2 separate regions of the Mus musculus genome follow, and region 2 is linked to region 1. The links are chromatin contacts, called in public promoter capture Hi-C maps. All regions are on one chromosome and are shown on one strand. Each heading gives the region's core, a stretch centred on a gene start, on an enhancer-like site or on the middle of the called end of the contact. The rest is flanking DNA. Distances are from core to core; before and after follow the strand shown. Region 1 holds the start of Lrrc1 (leucine rich repeat containing 1). Region 2 holds the start of Tmod2 (tropomodulin 2).

Region 1 (4,131 bases), core at 880-3,379:
AGAGTATTTACAGAATGCCATCAGACCTAATTTTGAGTCTCTGAGTTATCATGTACCATCTGCAGAAATACCTGACACTTCCAAAACTCTGAGTCTCTACGCCAAGCAAAAAAAAAACAAAAACTCCAGCATTAGAGGAAATCTAACAAACTCCAAAAAGGAGTGAAAAGCCAATCCAACCCAAAGAAATCGTCCAATTCCACAATAAACACAAAGTCTACAGAAAGCACTGCAAAGTTTATAGTCAAGAGCTTTTTACTAAGTCTTTTAGTAACTTTATTTCAAATCCCTTGCAAAGCATTAGGCAACATTTGCTACATTTCAAAAATTATACAACTTAAAGCAATGAGCTTCCCACTTAAGTAAAACACAGCGAAGCTTAAAAACCAGATCATGTGTTTGAAAATGCCTGCAAAATAATACATGCCTGAGGGATCTGGGTGGTTTTCCTACTGAATTAAATTAAGGGCTGGGAGGGGTGCTCTGCAGAGATCCGAGTGAGGGTAATCTTTGTGATTACACAGAGGAGGCCATGGGAACCAAGAAAAGTTAATTCAAGACGAACTTCACTCGAGATGTTGAGAGAAACACACTTGTGATTTTCTAAACTCTGTCAGCACTGGCGATCGTTATCAGTCCGTGTTCCAACAAACCAGACATCTGATCAGAGTTTCTTTGAAAATGGCAGGACATCATCAGCGGTAACAAAGGACAAACAAGGTACTTGCATTCCGAGGCTCGGGCCTTTAGGCTCTCTCCGGGCCTCCCAGCGGACTTCCATTTCCTGCACCTCTGGATTGCCACTGGCTTACTTCCTCCTTACACCTGGGTAAAGGATGCGTCCTCCTTAACAGTTAAAGCTAGAATCCCGAGGCAAATTCAAGGGTTAAAAGTTCAGCGTCTAACCCCAGCAGGGCCTAGAAGCACAATCAGTATCTGTCACAGGCCAAGTTCGGTGCGGCAGATGATTAATTTTCATAAACAACTCTGAAAAGATATGGCATTAGTGATAGGACAGACCCAAGCAAGCTCTGTGGTGGCGGAAAGGCAGCAAGCAGGGCTGACTCGCAGCGGGAGCCACTACACACGTTCATCGCAGTTCCAACCACGCAACAGGTCCACGCACGCAGTGCACCAGCGGCGGGAACCTGGGCACCTGCAGCAGTTCTCCTCCTGCCCAGCACCCCAATGCGGCCACGGGGCTACCGAAGCGGACCAAGCGCCATCTCTCCAGGGCATAGCCCACAGAGATAAGGCCCGGAGCACATTCCTTACAGATGCCAAGATATACTAAAGCTTACTTTCGCGCTGCTGGGTCCCCACATCCTCTGGGACCTGCGTTAGCCCAAAATGAGGAGCTCCAAGCCACTAGCTGGAGAATTGGCTGCTAGCCGATCGCCCCGGGGCGTGATGGGGCGCATGGTCGCCCCCAGCTGGGAACAGTGTGAGCTACCTGGCTTCTCACCTAACCGGCATTAGTTCCCAGACGTGGATCTAAGCCACTTAGTGGACCAGAACGTTTCTCCACTAGCCATGTAACTACTTGTTAAATACCAAGTCTTTCGGTATAAATGAAAAACAACTTTTATTGGAGGATGGGTTTAATCGGGAAGCAGGGGAGGGGGGCACAGGGAGGGCTGAGGGCAGTAGTGGGACCCCGCTGGCCAGAGTCTCCCAGAGCGAAGCAGTCAGCGGAGGAGCGCACGGACCCGGCCACCGCGCCAGGTGAGGCGGGCACTCACCTCGGGGAGCTCCCGGAGCTGGTTGGCGTCCAGCAGCAGCTCCTCCAGGCTGCGGGCATAGCGGTAGATCTCCTCGGGGACGTAGACCAGCGAGCAGTGGCGCTTGTCGATGGCCTCCACATGACGGTTGCACCGCCACAGGGGAATGCAGTGGAACATCGCCGCCTCCACCACCAGAGCCGTGTCCCGCCGAGCCGCGGAGCCCGGGGCTCGGAGCCCGCTCCGCCCGGCCGCCCCGCTGCTCCCCGCCCGCCGCCCGCTCCAAGCTCGTTGCTGGCTCCAAGCTCGCTCGCGCCTCGCAAGGACTCCACCGTCCCGAACGTTCTGAGGAAGCCGCGGGAACCCTCGCCGCGTCCCGCGCCTTCGCCACAGTCGCGAGCGTCCCCTCCCACCGCCCCCTCCGCCGCGCTCCGCTTCCTACTCGCGGCCGCCGCGCACTGGGCATGCGCACTCGGCGGCACGCAGAGGGCGTGTCCCGGCCGGGGATGCTCCGCTCCGGGTTTTCCTGGAGACCCGGCTCCCGGGAGGGTCGGGAGACGGTGCTCCTGCGGTCCTCTCCTCCGCGGGGAGTCGCACAGTGTGCGATTCTGGAGGGAGCCGCGCCCCAAAAAGCTCCTAAGGAGGGCAGGGACCGAAGGCCAGAAGGAGCAGAACAACTTCGGAGTTTTCATTTTACTCACCGTGCTTTTTTTTTTCTTGCTCCCCTTCCCCAAAACAACTTTCTCTTCCGGGGTCAGGAAGTACCGCCCCGCCGAGTACCTTGAGCGCGGGGTAATGAAGGAGTCGGTTCTGGCTTTCCGACACCCCCTCCTCCTAACCCCCGTTTGTGCCCTGTGTCTGCGCACACTCGCTGGCAGGCCCTACGACCTGAGAGCATCTTTGGTGAGCAGGACTTATCTGAGATGTACGTGTCACCAACTTCCTGGTGCCAACAAAAGCATGGATGTCCGTCTTCAAAAATCTTCTAAAAGATGCTCCGAGAAGAAAGGAGATGGCAAAGGTGCGCTTCAGCATTAGCTCCACCTTAGCCAGATGTGCTTTGGGGGCTAACCTGGGCTGAGGTACAGAAAGCACTGGTGCAGGAAGGCAGATGAACCTCCAATAGCTGGCTCCTGTATTTCTTCAACAGCACCCTGCGTCTTACAAAGGGGAGATTGCAACCCACGCTGTAGTTTGGGGCGGGGAGCCCCAAATTTCTTCCTTTGCTCCTCAGAGGTTCCCGTTACCACAGCCAGACATTTGAACCCCTTTTCTTCTGTTTTCAGAGTCAACGATACAAACTAACCAAACTCACTCCACATGAACAGTTGATGACTCCGTTTTAGGCCAAATACAATAGCTAATAGACTGTTTTAAGAGTCTTCTCTGACTCCCCACCCAGCAAAGGAAGCCTTATGCTCCCTCAGCTCAAATCTGGAGTCACCAACATCACAATATGCAGAAGATTGAAAATTGAGCTTGCTTAGTAACCAAGGCAGAGTTTGCTCTGAAACTTTTTTTCATTGTCTCTTCAGTATTTTTAACTGCACAGGGCACTTGCCCAGGGGGAGAGGGGGAGAGATACATAAAGGTTTCGTCTCTATCAGGAGGATCTCTTGTCTTGATTGATGAAGGAGGAAATTTGACCTGTTTTTACCTCAGGATTATCACCTAGACTTGATGGTTACAGCCAGTACCTAATTCCTGCCACTATGCTGACTTCACTTTTTAACCTGACTTGGTGCCTGCATTCTTGAGGCGGACTTTGAGCCTCCACTCCTCCTTCATTCTTGCATTCCAGAAGTGTGTATAAAGCCCATGTCCTGCCACCTCCCATGAAAAACTCTGATTCCTGATTGAGACATCCAAGAAGATACGTCACTAACTTTGTGGGTTTTCCAGCTGGTTTTTTTTTTTTTAAGTTATAGAAAGCTGAGCTACTCAGTTTAATGTTGTTGTATTTTGTTTTGTTTTGTTTTTCAGAAATACACTAGGTTGTTTTAATAAATGATTAGTATGTTTTTAACATATGTCTGGTCTTTTAAGGATTCCAACCTGAATAAGCATTCCTTATTCTTCTCTGTGTTGTGATCGTGTTTCTTCTTATGTCTAAAAACATTGTGGTTTCTGAACAGCTTACCTGCTTTGCAGATCCTGAAAACTACCGAAATCCACATGACTTAACTATCAGATTTGAATCCCGGCTACTCTGTGTTCTAGTTAGTTTCCTACTGGTGGGATAAATACCATGACAAAAAGCATCCTGGAGAGGAAAGGATTTGTTTGGCGTACATTTCCAGATCACAGACCATCCTTCAGGGAAGCCAAAGCAGGAATTCAAGCAGGATGGGAACCTGGAGGCAAGAACTGAAGCAAAGGTCATAGAGGAATACTGTTTACTGGCTCGTTC
Region 2 (3,987 bases), core at 373-2,872, 1.9 Mb before region 1:
CTTTTTGCTGAGCACATTTGACAGCTCAGGCCCAGCCCTAGGGAGCCACTAACCTTTATCAGCTGATCGAAGTGCCTGCTGCAAACAAAACCACCACATTGTGGCCTGCCAATTTATATTAACATAAAAACCAAACCTTTGAGATATTTATTGAGCTATACTGAAGAAAACTGAGGGAACCAGGCATATTTAAAACAAACAAACAAACAAACAAATAAATAAACAAACAAAAAACCAAAACTGGATTGGCTAAGCCCTGAAAAATCCTCCTGTTTCTTTAAGGGAAAACTGTTCGCTCGGTTTCCATCAAGCATTTTGTAAAAGTGTTAAACACTCTGGCCATCTCAGTACCTTGATATAAGAATCTAGGACGAAAAGAGGTTCAGAATCCATCTCACCAAATATCTCATTTTACACGGCGATCGCAGCTTAGAGAGGAGAGGGGGTCTGGCCCAGCATCCATCAGCGCCTAGATGGTGGAGCTGCTATGGAAACCATGCTTTTGTAATACGTTCTCGTTCTCTGATGTTCTTTTTTCTCCCTTCCCAAGCGCATGGTGAATCAGATATTTAATAGGCGCCGGAGAAACGATGGCGTTCTCGGCCTCTTTCCTGTAATTTGCATTTTAGCCGCATTACCTTCCCATCTTCTAATATTTTAAAATAAAAATTCCCAGAGCCTTTTAAAAAATCACCCCCCCCCCCAAAAAAAAAAAAACCCGACCTTCATATTTTTTGCAGGTTAACAGGTTAAAGCAAAGAAGCCTCGGAAAGACACAGACCAGCATGATTTTAACCAGGAAGAATAAGAAAAGATTCTCTGGGACCTGCTCAGAGAGGCTTTCTGAAGGCAGATGCGTCCTTGTGACAGCTCCCAGGATCTCAGAAAAGATGCCGGCCCGACTCCTCCCTTCCCAGGCTCTTGCTCAAATGAGGCCGTGAGATGCCCAAGACTCAGAGAGCTTATCACACACCGGTCTACGGGAGAAGAGAAAATGGGAAACAAAGCCTAAGGTGGAAAACCCCAGTTCCGTAGCCCGGAGCGACTGGAGACCGCGCCCTCTCTGCATCTGCGCGTGGACTGCGGCGCCGAGGGTCTGCGGGACTGCAGGGCACAGTGCAACCGGTACCCACACTCATCCCCGGCTGCCCGGCTCGGTCCCCTGCCACCACGCGCACCAGCAGCTCGGGTGCAAGCCGCTGCGGGCTGCACTTGGCCGCGCGCCACGCTATGGAGCATCCTCCCGCGGACACGCTAAGCGGGGGACAGGGGTGCTTCAGATAGGATGTCCCGACAGTGCCCTCCTGTCCCAGGTTCTCACCTTTGCTTGTGCCCATCCCGAAGCGGAAGGTCCTGCCCAGCAGCCTTAGAGCCAGGAGTGAGCGGGTCCGACCAGCAGGGGCGGCGCCGTGGCCCCAGGCTGGAGCTGCGATCAACAGGCGGCTCCCGGCCGGGCGCGGCGCGGCACGGGGCGCGGGGCGCGCGGCTGCAGCGGGGCAGCCTGGGAAGCGTAGTTCTGGCGGCGCGCGGTGGCCACTCCGAGACAGGACCCTTTGCCCGGGCCGCAGCTGCGTCTCCCAATGACGCGATGGCCTCGCAGGGTCCTCCGGTAGAATCTAGAGCTACGTGCGCCAGCACGCTGCGAGGCAGGTGGAGCCTGGGTTTGGGGGATGCTGGGTAGGCTCTGTGGACTGGCTCAGGATCATTGACGCCATGGGTGGCAGAAGCTTGACAAGACTGTGGACAGCTGAGCATCTTTCTGGGCAGCCTCATGAAGGCCCACTTTGGGCCAAGTATAGGAATAGACCAGGCCTGCCCTAGGATTTACTGGCTAGGTGTAGGTGTGGGAAGAACTAGATGGGTTAATTGCTTAAGAGGGGTTGGAAAACTAACTGGGGTTTGGGGAGTGGGATAAAAGTTTTGGTTTGGGAGTGCTGGGGAACTGATACCTACACACTGGCTTCATACTGGACATTGGATTCGAGACTCATTCCCTGTAAAATGTTTACAGCTTAAAGATGCGGTGTGGGAGTCAACAACCGCAGGTCTATCTGTACTAAGAGCACACACAGTCCGGAGTCCTTCATTGTGGTTACAGAAGACATTCTTTGGATGCAGTCTCTGATGGGAAAGTCCTGCAAAAAGTGCTATGCAAAAGATAGCTGCGTCTCTGGCCTGGGTAGAAGTTAAAACTCCCTGAGTTTATTACTGTGGGTCTTTTAGCAGTCTAACCTCCATCCCCACCAACGAAGATGTACTGAAATGTCCTTTCTCTCTGACTGGTTCTTAGGAACTACAGAATATTATCTTGTTTCTGGGGCATGAAAGTTGAATGGGACGAATCCCTGATTGTGGAAGTGCATAGCAAAATGGGTTCCTTCCAGAAACTTTCTTTTGAGAACGAGTCCTATCATGTAGCCTAGGCTGATCTTTTAACTCCTAGTCTTCTTGATTTTGTTTCCTAAGGTCTGGGACTACAGGTATGTACCACCATACACACAATAGGGGCATTTTCTATTCCATAAGGTTGCTCTCCATTTGACTCCTTGTTGGGTACGCTGAGTATATAACCTTTGAAGGGTACTTGACAGTTATAGCTGTTCTGAGTTGTTGTTGTATTTTTTTCCAAGTTGCTCCATGCAGTATTTCACTATATGGTGGGATTGGTGTTATGTTGGGATTAGTGCAGGAACATGAACTAAAGAGATGGATGCTTCAGGGCTGACTGGATCTATAGTAGACCAAGGATGGGTGAGGGTGAACTTGAATGGCTGCTATCTGGGGTGAGGTATGCAATAGTCACATAGCTGAAATAAAAAACATGCTGTAGAAGAAATCCTAAAGTCGAAAATAATAGCAGCAACTTTGCATGCATGTGAAAAATATGCCTTCATATTCCTGTAATTTTTTAAAAAATTTTTGTAACAGTCCCATGGGATGAACAAAGGGAGTTTTTATGGGAGTTCAGAGTCATTCAAGAAAGAGAGGTGGTAGGATAGGTTTATCCAGCTTCTCTAGTCATTAAGGACATCATTCTCCAGGGAACACCAGTGTGGTTCCCAGCGCCTACACAAGACAGACCGCAACAGCTTGTGACTCTAAATTTGGGGTAGCCTATGCACTTTTCTGCCCTCCCAGGGCATCCCCACACAAGTAACATGAACATTAACATAAATAAACAAAAATTAGGCCAGTGGGTGGCTGAGTCAGAAAATAAAAGCTGGCCTTTTAAGGCTCTGGAAACTAGGGTGGTGAACACAGGTATACCATGGCTGCTGAGAGACAACAGAGTTTCCATGGTCAACTATAACCCTGCATCCCCTTGTCAGAATGAAAAGAACTGGAGGTGTGACCAAACCAGTTTAAATAATGTTCTCGAGTTTTCCTATGCTTTTATTATGCCAAATGGTCTGTATAACAGACAGGATATCTGACCTTTCTATGTTGTACATTCATCACAAAGCATAGTCTTTTACTAAATAAAAATGGGGCTGTTTACAGATCAGATCAACAGTTTTACTAGCGAAAGGCACAATCTAAAGATATTGAAGCACCTTTGTTCAGATTGGAGGAAAGAGAGACAAAGATACCTGGTAGCCGACTACCTTCTGTGGCTGTGTCCTGGTCCTTCATAAAGAAAGGCTGAATGTGATACAGTGAATGGATCATGACTTCAGGAGCAGTCTATGGAATGAAGAAGACTCAGAAGTGATTTCTTATACTGCTGTCATAGTTGGAAGCCCAAGCAGAGATCAACAGCCACATAGGGGCTCTAGAAAGATATTGAAATTGCACTAAAGACAGTTGAGAAAAAAAGGACATCTGGTCAACCTGTGTGTCTCACAAGGGCTAGAAGTGAGTAGATGCCAATGGATATACAAATGTGGGAAGTAGGATACTTACTTAACTTTCCTGCTTTTCTCCATTAATTTATTTATCTATTCATTTTACATCCTGATAGATGCCTCCTGTCTCCCCTAACTTTCC

What was found. Promoter capture Hi-C pulls out the DNA fragments that hold promoters and counts their contacts.
Region 2: a promoter capture Hi-C map of embryonic stem cells shows a contact between it and region 1, with 5 times the contacts expected there. The contact joins the promoter of Tmod2 here to the promoter of Lrrc1 in region 1. A contact is called at or near these places in 3 of 39 promoter capture datasets (embryonic stem cells, hippocampal neurons and pre-B cells), 1 of 115 datasets of contacts at active chromatin or transcription factors (astrocytes) and 3 of 9 other capture datasets (adipose tissue, embryonic stem cells and macrophages).

The regions. Positions count from the first base shown.
Region 1 is chr9:77,542,723-77,546,853 of GRCm38.p6, forward strand. It overlaps Lrrc1 (leucine rich repeat containing 1), which reads right to left and starts at 2,130. Exons shown (of 14, transcript NM_001146048.1): 1 at 1,743-2,130. The coding sequence starts at 1,901.
Region 2 is chr9:75,609,703-75,613,689 of GRCm38.p6, forward strand. It overlaps Tmod2 (tropomodulin 2), which reads right to left and starts at 1,623. Exons shown (of 10, transcript NM_016711.3): 1 at 1,322-1,623.